Linked DNA regions of Mus musculus: all the other regions are linked to region 3. Evidence: chromatin contacts called from public Hi-C and HiCAR-type data. All regions are on one chromosome and are shown on one strand. Each heading gives the region's core, a stretch centred on a gene start, on an enhancer-like site or on the middle of the called end of the contact. The rest is flanking DNA. Distances are from core to core; before and after follow the strand shown.

Region 1 (4,426 bases), core at 89-2,588, 900 kb after region 3:
AGTAGTGAGTAAACCAGGCTCAGAGAAGTCCACTAAAGTGTAGTGACTATATCTCAGGGGACTCACACAGCGAGGGACAGATAGGGCAGACACTCCTCCCGGAATTCTAAAGCCAAGGCCAGCTTCATTCTGCAAGAACAAGGCAGACACACCTGAATGCTCTGGCCGCTCCAGCAGTCACCAAGAAAGCCTGCGGTCTCGCTCCTGGAGACTGCCTACTAAGAGGAGCACAGAACGAACCTAAAGGGTCCCCACACATGCCAGGCCTCCTAGAACACAAGCCTTATTCCCATGGAACAAATATTGGGGAGAGGACAGCTTGTTATTCCAATAGAGGTTGAAGGAGTGCCCCTGTTCTCAGACTAGATTTTACACTCAGGAAAATCCAGGCCCCTCATGGATGGTTTTGTTTGTCTTTTAGATCAAGTCTCAGAGTTGCACAGCTGGCCTGGAACTCAGGGCTTTCCCTGAGTCCCCAGAGTGCTGGGATTACCAGCCTGCGCAGCGGTGCTGGGGCAGGTTCTGGCCTTTCTGTGTGGTACCAGCTCAATGCCCCGGGCTTCTGCATTAGCTACCTGGTGTGTTAAATGAGAATGTTGCACTCCATCCATCTCCCTAAAACAGCCTGCAAGAAAAACAAGCCCCAGGGCAGACCCCACAGCCCAACGCCTTTCCCTCACCTCTCTAACCCAGCCCTCAAAAAGGGTTTCGATGGGCAAAAACTGCCAAAAGGGCGAGAGAAAAAGCTCATTTTCTGAGTCCAGTGAGAGGAAACCTATAGATCCCCCCCCCCCCCGGGCGACCCTTGCTCCGGTATCTCTGCAATGGTTTTTTTTTTTTTTCTGGCCTTTAAGGTTTCTGCGTCGTAGAGTGGGTGAACTCAGCAGAGGCCTAGCATGTTTCGAAATAAGAGACCCCCGCGGGGGGCCTACCTACGGGGCTCTGCACACGGGGGTGGGCGGGAGCTGCGGACCTGGCTAGAGAGAGTTCGGGAAAAAGGGCGGGACTGAGCATAGACGCATTGCGGAGAAAGGTAGGGGGCTGGTGTGTCGGGCCAGGGGGTGGGACCGAAAGGCGCTGCGCATCTGTTGAAGGAGTGGATGCGTAAGGAGAAGGGGAGGAGGAACCTTTGTCCACTGTCAACCTGGTTGGCGGTGGGATAGTGTGCTGGCAAGGAGGCGGGCTCTCCTCCAAGTGCACATGCGCAACAATGGCTCTGGGATGAAGCTTTTGTTGGGAAAGCAAGCGGGACTCTTATTTGGACAGTGATCTGCTGCGCATGCGCGGCGCGTCCAGAGGCGGTGGGTGGTATATTAGGCGGAGAGGCGGGGTCGCCCGAGCTGCCGCGCTGGCATTTTCTCCTGGACGCGGAGAGAGTGCGGGTGCCGAGAGCCGGACAGAGCCATTCCCGATCCTCTTGAGTCGCGAAGAAGGAAACAGCGAAGGGATTGGGGTTCGGCCCTGAGGCAAGGTGAGGTTCGCCCCCAGACGGGGCATCTGCCCCCCTGGCGCGGCGTCCTTCCGCCATTCTTTTCTCCCAGTCCCTTCACCCTGGATTCGGAAGCCCCCTGCTCTGCCTGCTCCCGGATTCAGACCCTGCTCCCGACCCTTTTCTAATTTGAAACTCCGTCCGTCCCCCTGAATCTTTTCTCCAGTTCCCTCCCCGAATCCTATTTCCCGACCTTGATCCCGTTAGATGGTTCCTCTGAATTCAGAACCTTAATTCAACTTTTCGGACGCCCGTGTCTCCCCGCTCGCCGCCCTCCCTCCCCGCCCCCGTAAACTACCGCATCCACAGCTCCTCTCTGACTCCAAAACGGCAGCGCTGAAGCTTTTCCCTGGCCGCGTCTGAGATTGGAGATGGTCTAGCGGGACGACCGGTTACTTTTCCCGCTCCGCTTAGGCCTGGTTCTCCCCCCGGACTCGGCACCTCACCCGCCCCCAGAATCAAAGCACACACGCACACAGAATTCGGTCCTATGTCTTTTCCTTCTGTAGTGTAATGCCCAGCTCCTCTCTCCCACACCCCCCCCCTTAGGCTCTGCTCTTGCCAGGGAGACGAGAGCTATGGCTCAGAAACCGGACGGCGGTGCAGGCCTCCGCGGCTTCCAGGTGAGGACCCCGCTCCCAATTCCCCCATTTTTCCCCTGCTGACAGTTTACGCCCACCCCCGGCCCCTTAGGTCGCGCGAATGGCAGGATCTGATTTTGCCCTTCTTCCGGCCTAGACACCGCGGGCTCTCAGATTTCTAGCGTTTATCGAATGGGGGGGAGGGGCGGCCCTTTTCAGCCATCGGTCCCTGCTTAGAGAAAGGGGAGACCCTGTTAGTCAGGGCATTCTGCCCAGAGAATGCGGGTTGGGTAAGGAACCATTTTTTTTCCATAACCCTGACGCGTGTAGAGCAGTCTGTCGCCCCATCCCCCAACCTCTCGCCTCCACCCTCCCTTTCTCCACGCCGCGAGACTCCCCCTCCACCCTCTCGGCTTATCCTCCTTGATTCCTCCCTCCTCGGGTCTTGAGCTCCCCACCTCAAGCCTAACCAGTCCGTCTCTAAACCCATTTGGGGCTCAGAGCTTGCACCACATTCCGCACCAGCCCCTGCTGCCACAGACTGTCCCTCACCTTGCCCTGCCCCCTCTACCCTTAATTAAATTTTGTTCGCGCCCCGCCTCCCTTTGACCCGCCTCTGCCCCCACGTCTGAGTACTGTGACGCCTGTCTACAGCTCCCCTGCTGCGTTGCGCCGCGCCCCCCCCCTCCTCTGGTCTGCCATGTAAGGCTCAGAGATTGAAATGTTGCCCCTCCTGTGTTTGCAGGCTGAGGCCTCTGTTGAAGACAGCGCCTTGCTTGTGCAGACCTTGATGGAAGCCATCCAGATCTCCGAGGCTCCGCCCACCAGCCAGGCCACAGCAGCTGCCAGTGGGCCAAATGCTAGTCCCCAGAGTTCACAGCCCCCAACTGCCAATGAGAAGGCTGATACTGAGGTTTCAGCAGCTGCTGCCAGGCCTAAGACAGGCTTTAAGGCCCAGAATGCCACCACAAAGGGGCCAAATGATTACTCTCAGGCACGTAATGCCAAGGAGATGCCCAAGAATCAGTCTAAGGCGGCCTTTAAGTCACAGAATGGCACCCCTAAAGGTCCACATGCTGCCTCTGACTTTTCCCAGGCAGCACCCACAGGCAAATCAGCTAAAAAGTCTGAAATGGCCTTTAAGGGTCAGAATAGCACTAAGGCTGGCCCCGGTACCACCTACAATTTCCCTCAGTCTCCCAGTGCCAATGAGATGACCAACAACCAGCCTAAGACAGCTAAGGCTTGGAATGACACTACTAAGGTCCCTGGAGCTGATGCCCAGACCCAGAATGTAAATCAGGCCAAAATGGCTGACGTAGGGACCAGCGCAGGTATCTCTGAAGCTGATGGTGCAGCAGCCCAGACATCAGCAGATGGCTCCCAGACTCAGAACGTGGAGTCCCGGACTATAATTCGGGGCAAGAGGACCCGCAAGGTGAGATCCCAGCTAGCTTCCCTTTGCTTTGGGCTCTCTCCTTTCTTCCAATTTCCTTGGCTCCAAACACAATAAAGGGCATGGATTTATCTGTATTTTGGCACAGTTGTAGGGGGTGCTAAGGTAACTATTATTCCTGAGCCCAGGTTGTCCACAGGCTGATGATGAGTTGATACAAGGACACAGGCAATATGTGTGTAGGCCATCTTACATTTTGACATTAAACACCATGTCTTAAGCTAGGCAGGCTCACACAGAATCAATTAGATCTTGAAGATGTACCTCACTCTCTAGAGAGAACAGAGTCAGGAAGAAACGAGTTCAGGGTGAAACCAAGCACTGTCCGTAGTCACACAGGAAAAGGAGAAATCTAGGTCCCACTTTCTGTTTGTTTGTTTGTTTTTTCCTTTGTCTGGTTTGGAGATGAAACGCCTGTCTGAAAGACAAAGAGAATCAAAGTGACCAGTGGCTAGTGAGGTGTAGGTGAAGATTCCTAGGTACTTCCTAAGATAGCAACTGGGAGGACCCAGGATTAATAGTGACCCTGAAATTTTCTTCTCTCTAATTATACAGGTTAATAACTTGAATGTGGAAGAGAACAACAGTGGGGATCAAAGGCGTGCCTCACTGGCCTCAGGGAACTGGAGGTCTGCTCCGGTTCCAGTGACCACTCAGCAGAACCCACCTGGAGCACCCCCTAATGTGGTGTGGCAGACACCACTGGCTTGGCAGAACCCATCAGGCTGGCAAAACCAGACAGCCAGGCAGACCCCACCAGCAGCACGTCAGAGTCCCCCAGCTAGGCAGACACCATCAGCTTGGCAGAACCCAGTTGCATGGCAGAATCCAGTGATCTGGCCTAACCCAGTGATCTGGCAGAATCCAGTGATCTGGCCAAACCCCATTGTCTGGCCTGGC
Region 2 (3,982 bases), core at 650-3,149, 810 kb after region 3:
CTCCTGACTTTTTGTCTACTAAGGAGATCAAGGCTGTTATTTCAACCTCCTCAATACAAGTATGAATGTGAAGCACCGCATTATAACCTGGGCAGATGATAGACTTGTGCTCAATGATCACTATCTGAACATCAAATGTGCGTCCGGAATGGCAAAGATTACTGGGTTCACAAAGTATGAAGCCTGGAAGAATCTCTTCCTCTTCAATCCCTTTCAGTCTGATTTTGAGGTTTTCACCTGGAGCTACAAAATCAGTCTCGGCATCATCAGAAACGATTCCTAGAACTTCCACACTGTGCTTGTTTGGCATCATCACAAGCTGCTGGCCTTTAAAAATGGATCCTGATTCCAGCTTACCCAGGACCACAGTGCCCATATCCTTGTACTTATCCACAATTGGCAACCTAATTGGCCCATCAATTGATCTGTTGAAGTTTGGCAAACTATCCAAATACGGAATAAATGGTAATCCGGTGTACCAAGGACAGAAATCAGATTGCTCTTTAATATTTGCTCCAGTCAGTCCTGAGCAGGGCATAAAGTGAATGTCCTTTTTTGGACTGAAACCAACTTTTTTCAAAAAGGGCACCAGTTTTTCTTTACATTCTTCATATCGCTCACTGCTCCAATCTACTGTGGGGTCATCCATCTTATTAATAAGCACTATTAAGTATTTTACCCCTGCTGTTTTGGCCAGCATTGCATGTTCTCTTGTCTGTCCACCTTTTTCAAATCCAGTCTCAAATTCCCCTTTCCTGGCAGAGATCACCAGCACAGCTAAATCGGCTTGAGAGGCACCGCCAATCATATTTGGGACAAAACTCTTGTGGCCAGGGGCATCTAGGATTGTGAAATGCTTCTTTTCCGTTTCAAAATACGCACGGCCCACTTCCACTGTTTTACCCTTGTCTCGTTCTTCCTGGTTTGTATCTAAGGCCCAGGACAAGTACCAGGTCTCTCTATTCTTCTCCTTAGCTTCTCGTTCGTATTTCTCAAGTGTCCTTCTGTCAACCATTCCTGTCAAAAACATTATTTGTCCTCCAATGGTTGACTTGCCAGCATCCACATGCCCAATGAAGACCACATTTACGTGTTCTTTCTTAGGTGCACCTGATGGTATGGACACAGATTTTGATTTCCTTACTTCCTCTTTCTCCTCCATCACTTCCTTGACACTTTCTTCTGGGGGCCCTGCATCTCCCAAAGAAGCCTCAGGCTTTGCTTCACTCACTTCTTTAAGCTCCCAAGATTCTTCTAGGGCCATCTCCACCTCTCCATTTTCTACAACAGGTTCTGAAAGTTCCATGGTAACAACTGAACTGGAACCCTCCCACGACACTAAAGGGCCATCTTTGGAAGGTTCTACAGGTGCTCCCCATTCCATCCGTTTACCTTCAGGCTCCCCGGCGCCACCGATGCAGGTTTCGTCGCAGCTGGAGGCTGTGGGGGCGGGCGGCTGGGCCGATCCAGGCAGGAAGGACGGCACGAACTCCGCTGCGCTTACGCTAGGCACGAAAGGTTTGGCGTGGATGTTGAGCTGACTGCTGAAGGCCAAGCTGAGATGCTTGCGCTGGGCCTCGGCTTCCGCGGCCTCAGCCGCTGCCATGGCTGCGGGGGCGATTCCATCCCCGCTCGGAGCCGAACCCGGGGCTTCCATGTCCACCTGATCCCAGCAGTCGGGAGCCGAGTCGCTGCTGCTGCCGAGATCCATGGTGTGAGCAGCCGGGGTGCGGCGGAGAAGGAGCGAGGTAGGCAGGTCAGGAGGAGAGGGTTCTACCGGTGGTAGTAAGGCAGGAACAGCCACGGGCCACGGGCGAGCGACGCGAACCTTAGCGGCGCGGAGGCAGCTAAGCGCAGATGCTGCACTCACAGCTGCGGCGGCGGCAGATATGGCCGCTCAAGGCTCAGCTCCAATGTGTGAGCGAATCTCCTCCCCCAAATCCCAATCACTTCCGACTCCTCCACCCCTGACCCAACGCCTGTGGTGAATTGACCCCTCGCTGCCATCCGTAGGTTTGTCCCCGTTAGTTCTCAGTCAGAGGCTGAGTCTCCAAGTACAATTTAAAAAGAAAAGAAAAAGAAAAAAACACGAGATTTTCTATTTATTTTGGTTCACACAATCTGACAGAATGATTTGACCACGTTCCAATGATTAAGCCTTAGATACACCTGACTTAAAATTCTAAAATCTTCACATAAAACGAAAATTCCTATTGAACAAATGGGAGGCAAAAAATGAGCAACAAGCGGGGTGGGAGGTCAGTAGCGCTTACACGGGGATTTATAGAATGAATCAAGATAGTAATTGCAACTTAAAATCACGAATTAATTTGAAATCGAGAGGCTTTTTGTTCCCATTGATGCCCCCATCCGCTTGCATTTTAAGGATGGGGTTAATGGTCTTTTTAAATTACCAAGGAAAGCAATTTTTAACAATTATTCTAATCATTTTATATGCAAGTATCCGGACAGTAGCAGGCAGGCCATTCTCTGGAGTAAGGCCACTGTACCTTTCCAACCATCTGTAGTTGTACCTATATACCAGGACTTCTACAAGAATCACAGGCCATGCCCTTTCAGCTTCGTTCGGAAACCAGAACTGAGTTTGCAATAGGAATCAATGCAGTGGCAGAGGTAAAAAGAAACTGGCTGTAAGCTCAATTAAAGCCACTATGGCCTCTAAAGTGTAGAAAATCCTTTATAGTTCTCATTAATAGACTATCACCCTCAAAAATGGTTGATATTTTATCTAAATCCTGGATGTACTTGTTTGTAAATTATAGCAATCAGAGAGGAGAAAGCTGGGGATGATCCAATTTACTTTTCCCAGGTGGAGTTGTAGGCATTTGTTTTAAATCAACCCAATAACAAAGTAAGACGTTATAAAACCAAGTGGATGACTGGTAATTTGATCACTATGTTCTCCATACTTCATGAGAATATCAGGGCCCTTGATAGTGCTCACTATGGAGCTGCCACAGCTGTGTGCTATTTATTTCCCACCTTTACCTGCCCTTGGTTCTTTTTCCCTGGTAATGGTTTATTTCTTTTATTGCAGAAAAAAGAAAAATAATAGGAAAAACTGAGAAGTAAAATGTAAAGATAGACTTCTGGGCAGCACCCCGCACAGGTACTGGAACATTTTGTGACCCTAGGACAACGTTCTTTAAATGGGTTTAGGAGAATCTGTCAAGGTTTAAGGGGCTGTTATTACATAAAGTAACCTATTCTAATACACAGGACAGATTTAGAATTTTTCCTTCTAAGTCAATTGAATTAGTCATAAAATATTAACAAGTTTGCTGCTTGGGTATCTTTTTTAGAGAACAGAGGGTTTTCTTCATTAACAGCTTTAAAGGGGAAAAAAGAAATGGTGGATTGGTGTCCTCACAGTCTGTCATTCATGGGATTCAGAAAGTGACTAGAGGCAGGACAGAGAACAAGACAGGCAGACAGACGGAGGGAGAAACAGACACACAGAACATTTGCTTCAGTCTACTGGAAAAATTGACCTTAGACAAAACTCTTGGCTTATGAAGGAGCACTCGTCTCCCTCTCACAAAGATTTTCCCCACTATATTTTTAAGTATATATGATATTTATTCATTTCCCCTTTTAAATGTTTTATTGTAAAACATAGAACAAAGATAATTGCATAAAGCCAGGAAGTGGTGGCTCACGCCTTTTATTCCAGCACTTAAGAGGCAGAGGCAGGTGAATCTCTGAGTTAGATGCCAGCCTAGCTTATAGAGCTAGTTCCAGGACAGCCAGGGCTACCTACACAGGGAAAACTCTGTCTCAAAAAGAATTTCATAAAACAAAATTATGTTTATTTTCTTATAAAAAGAGATAAGTACCACTGGGGTTGGACACCCCCAAATTTTGACCAAAGGTTCAGGGAACATCCAGAAGAAGGAACAGAAAGACTGAGGAACTGTATTTAAAGGTTTCAGCATTAGGAAGAAATGGCTGCTGAGAGAAG
Region 3 (4,207 bases), core at 1,103-3,602:
GACAGAAGGAAGGTGAGTGGTATTCGGGAGGGTGGGGGCTTTGGTAGATGATGGGGCCCAAGTCCACCAGGCTCCCAGAAGCAGCTCTGGGACTGGGGGAGGGGGCATTGAGGGGGGTTTCTTACCAACTGCTCTGAGTGCAGTGGTTGCTCTAGGATGGATTGAAATATGGAGTCTTCACAGGAGCAGACTCGCTCAGGGCTTTTTCAAGGCCACAATCTGGTTGTTTTGCACATGTTCTCACATCCAGGATTGTCTTGTCTTTTGTTTCCCTGGACTCCATATTTTCAAACTATCTTTTCCAAATAATAATCTTGGTCTAATTAAAAAAAAAACAAAGCAAGAATCTGTTTGAAATGTGAGCAAGTTTCAAATGACAGAGACACAGGTTAGCAGAGTATGATAGAGTATGAATAGGAAATACGGCATGTCCAGCCTAACAAATGAGAATTGGGGTTTTGCAAAGCTGGAAAGCAGAGATCCAAGGAAATGTTATAGTCCGGCCATTCAAAGCAGGCTGGGGGAATGATTTCTACAGCAAAGCTATACTGAGTTAGCAGCAGGTTGCCATTCAATGTTTACTGAGATCCAGGCCTAGGACTCTGATTCTGATTCATATTGCAAATTTTTGGTGAAGATATCTAGAATCTCATTGAAGGTCATGAAATATTATAGAAAGGATTGAGTTGAACTGATCAAGTTTCTTACCTCTTTGGGAAAATCGAATAATTGGCTCCGATGGGAGACCAGGTTGGCCAAGGTCTCATAGCAAGTCTGAGGCAGAAAGAAGAGTAGATAGATGCCAGCCCTTAACAGCCACAACAATTCCTTAGCTTCACACAGGCAGTGGCAGCAGTCCACGTCTCACTAGTTCAGCTTCTGTGTATTTACAAGGTAGACAAGATCCAACAGGGCAACAGGTGACTATTCATTGGGGGTTGGAGGTGGGGACTGCCATTGTTTTCTAATCCTTCTCTGATCCTCACCCTCAATTCACTTCTCCCTCCCCTTTTAGACATTGAAGGAGTTTTCAAGCTGGGATTTCTGTACATTCCAGAGCTGGTTATACAACCGGATTCTTTGTTGCTCCAGCTCACCTGGCACTGGCAGTTACTAATGCCACTTAATGTCTTTAGGCTAGTTAGAGGCCTAAGCTCAGCTGGCCCGTTGCCACATTCCAGACACAGTAGCCTGTAAGGCTGGTCTGACAGGCCTCCTCAGTGTTCCTCAGTATGACCTCTGGTTAGGGCTCACACAAAACTTCTTTCCCTATCTAGAAAAGGGATCTGCACAGACCAGACTCACAATTGATGAAGTGTGCTCTGGAGATCTTTGTTTGTTTAATTTTGCTTTTGTTTTTGGAGACAGGGTTTCTCTGTATAGCCCTGGCTGTCCTGGAACTCACATTGTAGACCAGACTAGCCTCAGACTCAGAAATCCGCATGCCTCTGCCTCCCGAGTGCTGGGATTAAAGGCATGTGCCACCACTGCCCGCCTGGAGATCTTGAGAATCATTCCATGTTCGTTGGAAGGTATGGAATTTAGGTGAGAGGCCAACTATTGAAATAGTATACTCTAAAAACAGTTATTTTCCTAGGGAAGAAAAGTGAAAGGTACCCTGAAAGGTAAGTATAGGTCTATATTCCAAATATGTCCCAGTTACTGGCAGTCTAAGTAACGGAGGTGAAGTGCCTTTTCCCAGGCAGCACTGATGGTAGTTGACCTCAATCTTGCCTTCCCTAAGAGCCTGGGGCAAGCAAGGAAAGTGCAGGGCTAAGGAGCCAGGTGGTGTGGGGGTGGGAGGACCAAGAGGCAGGTCACTTTCCTGACAGGTGATTTCCTCTCTGGGAAGACCAGCCACCTGGCCCTGCTGCCACTCTTAATAATTAGCCAACCATGGTGCTAAAGGTTTCTGCAGGCCCCACAATCTCTGGCTCCTTCCTTTTCTCCCCCACTTCTCACAGCTAGTCTCGAACTGAGTGGAGAAACTCTTTGGTAGCAACCTGGGAGCAGTAGCGCAAAAGCACCAAGTTAAGGAATGAGGAATGTATGCAAAATCGAAACCGAGTTCCAAGAGTCTGGCAAGTCCCATTTGGGCGGGACTAGCTCCGGGAGTAGGGTGTGTAGCCACGCTGAAACCCGCCCCGCGTGGGAGCGGAAGTAGGGAGTCCCTGCAAGGGGTTCGACAACCTCTCCGCCCCCCTGCCAATACCACGCCCGATTTATTTGCATTTAAAGAGAGAAGCACCAAGGAAAACAGTGGGCGGGCGAGGGCATGCCTTCCAGCCGTCATGATTGGACTGTATGCCTGCCAATCATATCACGGACGTCCCACCCTATAACTGTGGAGTCCGGGGTGAAGGGGGTATGGGGGAGCTGCCCAGAGCCTGGAGAAGGGTAGTCGGCGCAGAAGACTGCTGTAGTCCCGGTGAAGGCTGCGGCAGGAGCAGTGGTGGCGTTCTCAGCAGAGGCTCCAGCTCAAATCGGAGCAGCGCAGCAGACAATAAACAGCGCTGGGAGCTGGACCTGGCAGGGTAAGCATTGCACACAGCTAAGAGCCATCCTGCTGAAGGTCTAGTGCATCCCCGCGTGCTCCGCTCTGGTCTCCTGGACTAGGGTTTCCAGAGCCTGGCTGATCGGAGTCCCAGCCTCTTGCTGGTCTTTCTTTGAACTCGCTTTGCGTACTGTCCAGCGAAGGGCCCAGCGGCCGTTAGTCTTTAGGGTCCGGGCGACCGTGGCTGGGGGGTGGGGTGGGAGGGCCGGAAGGCGGGCGGACTATCCTGGGCTACGCCTCTAGGTTGTAATGGGAGGCTGGGATGGGCCCACACGTGCTGTTGCGTGGTTCCGGGAAGGGCGCCGCTAGCCAGCACCCGGAGAACGCATTTGCAGGCCGGGAACTCCTTATCTTTGTTTGTAGTATATTTTCTGGAACAGCTGTTAGGCCGGTGCTGCTCACCCGCGAGGCCTTGCTGTGGCCCCTCCCCTCTGCGGTGCATCTCCTATGTCTCTCCTCTGCAGAGGAAGCTGGCGCGCTCGCTTATGGCCAGACTGAGACTGGCTTTAGGGTGGATTAAGATATCCACAGTCTGTTCCTCCTCAAGGGAGCACAGTTGGGTTTCTGAACTTCCCACTTATCCTGGAACCTTGGTCCTATGGTCCCAACCAGCCGCACCCCCTCCTGGGCCTCCAGTCTGTCGTTTGGCTCCCACCCCCATTGCAGGCGGGCTGGACCAGGAGCTCTTACTGGCCCTTGGGTTAGAGCTGCAAGGCCGCTTTGTTGCCGCCCCCACCCCCTACGCGCCTCTTTTCCCTTGTAGGGCATAGGGCGCGTTTTTTTTTCTTTTTCTCTCCAGCCTTTGGTTTAAAATAGCAATAGGCACAATATTGTGGGGGGATTTCCCTGCTAGAGGCGGAGGGGGCCGTCGTTGTAGTAAAGAACACACAGTATATATAAGGCAGACAAATCCTACAACTTCTCAGTTACTTAAAATACCCAGCCTGCCAGACTGCTGTCATTGTCTGCTGCAGACACCTCTGACACTGGTGACCGCCCAAAGGCGTGATTTCTCCTGAGCTCCCCTTTGAGGGGCTAAGCTTGCCAGATGAGCCATGGGAGGCAAAGGCGGCAGCGGGACTAATACAGCAGGACCATCCTCCCTGTCGCTGGACTCGCCTTGAGAGAAGTGTAGACAGCCCTGTTCGCATATGTCTTCTGCGTCTCTGGCTGGCCTGCCTCAGCAACACTGGTATGGACTGGTCTCCGGGCACTGCATTGTTGGACTTTCTGTCCTACCATTGGAGATTCCAACAAAGCCCATTCCTTCGAGTGCCCTACTCTGTGCACCACTCTGGACTATTAAGGCATTCCTGAAGAATAAGAGAGGGGATTTGACTAAGGGACTGTGCAGGCTGGACAGCTTTATAGTGGGGCATTGAGACCCAGTAAATAAATCTCTTACTTTGTAACGTTAACATGGGATATCTATCTATCTATCTATCTATCTATCTATCTATCTATCTATCTATAGATATAGCTATATAGACACACACACATACACCCAAGCTAGGATTGGGGATACCACATTATTTTCACCCCTACCTAATTGACCAGACCTCAACACATCTTTGCAGCTGGTCTTTTATTTCCAGCATCTGACTCTGCCCTGCTTTGACTTCAGTCCAGCACCTTTCCCACACTCAAACACTC

What was found. Hi-C and Micro-C count contacts between places; a contact is called where the count stands out from the background. HiCAR-type assays count read pairs that join an accessible place to other places.
Region 1: a Hi-C map of uterus shows a contact between it and region 3, with 8 times the contacts expected there. The contact joins the promoter of Maged1 here to the promoter of Amer1 in region 3. A contact is called at or near these places in 3 of 39 promoter capture datasets (the 3T3-L1 cell line, cranial neural crest and liver) and 2 of 484 Hi-C or Micro-C datasets (cardiomyocytes and uterus).
Region 2: a HiCAR-type map of astrocytes shows a contact between it and region 3, with 3 times the contacts expected there. The contact joins the promoter of Gspt2 here to the promoter of Amer1 in region 3. A contact is called at or near these places in 1 of 39 promoter capture datasets (hippocampal neurons) and 1 of 115 datasets of contacts at active chromatin or transcription factors (astrocytes).

What each region holds. Positions count from the first base shown.
Region 1 is chrX:94,538,937-94,543,362 of GRCm38.p6, reverse strand. Maged1 (melanoma antigen, family D, 1) reads left to right here and starts at 1,338. Exons shown (of 13, transcript NM_019791.3): 1 at 1,338-1,471; 2 at 2,039-2,112; 3 at 2,816-3,508; 4 at 4,082-4,426. The coding sequence starts at 2,068.
Region 2 is chrX:94,633,986-94,637,967 of GRCm38.p6, reverse strand. It overlaps Gspt2 (G1 to S phase transition 2), which reads right to left and starts at 1,899. Exons shown (of 1, transcript NM_008179.2): 1 at 1-1,899. The coding sequence starts at 1,711.
Region 3 is chrX:95,442,985-95,447,191 of GRCm38.p6, reverse strand. Amer1 (APC membrane recruitment 1) reads left to right here and starts at 2,352. Exons shown (of 2, transcript NM_175179.4): 1 at 2,352-2,534.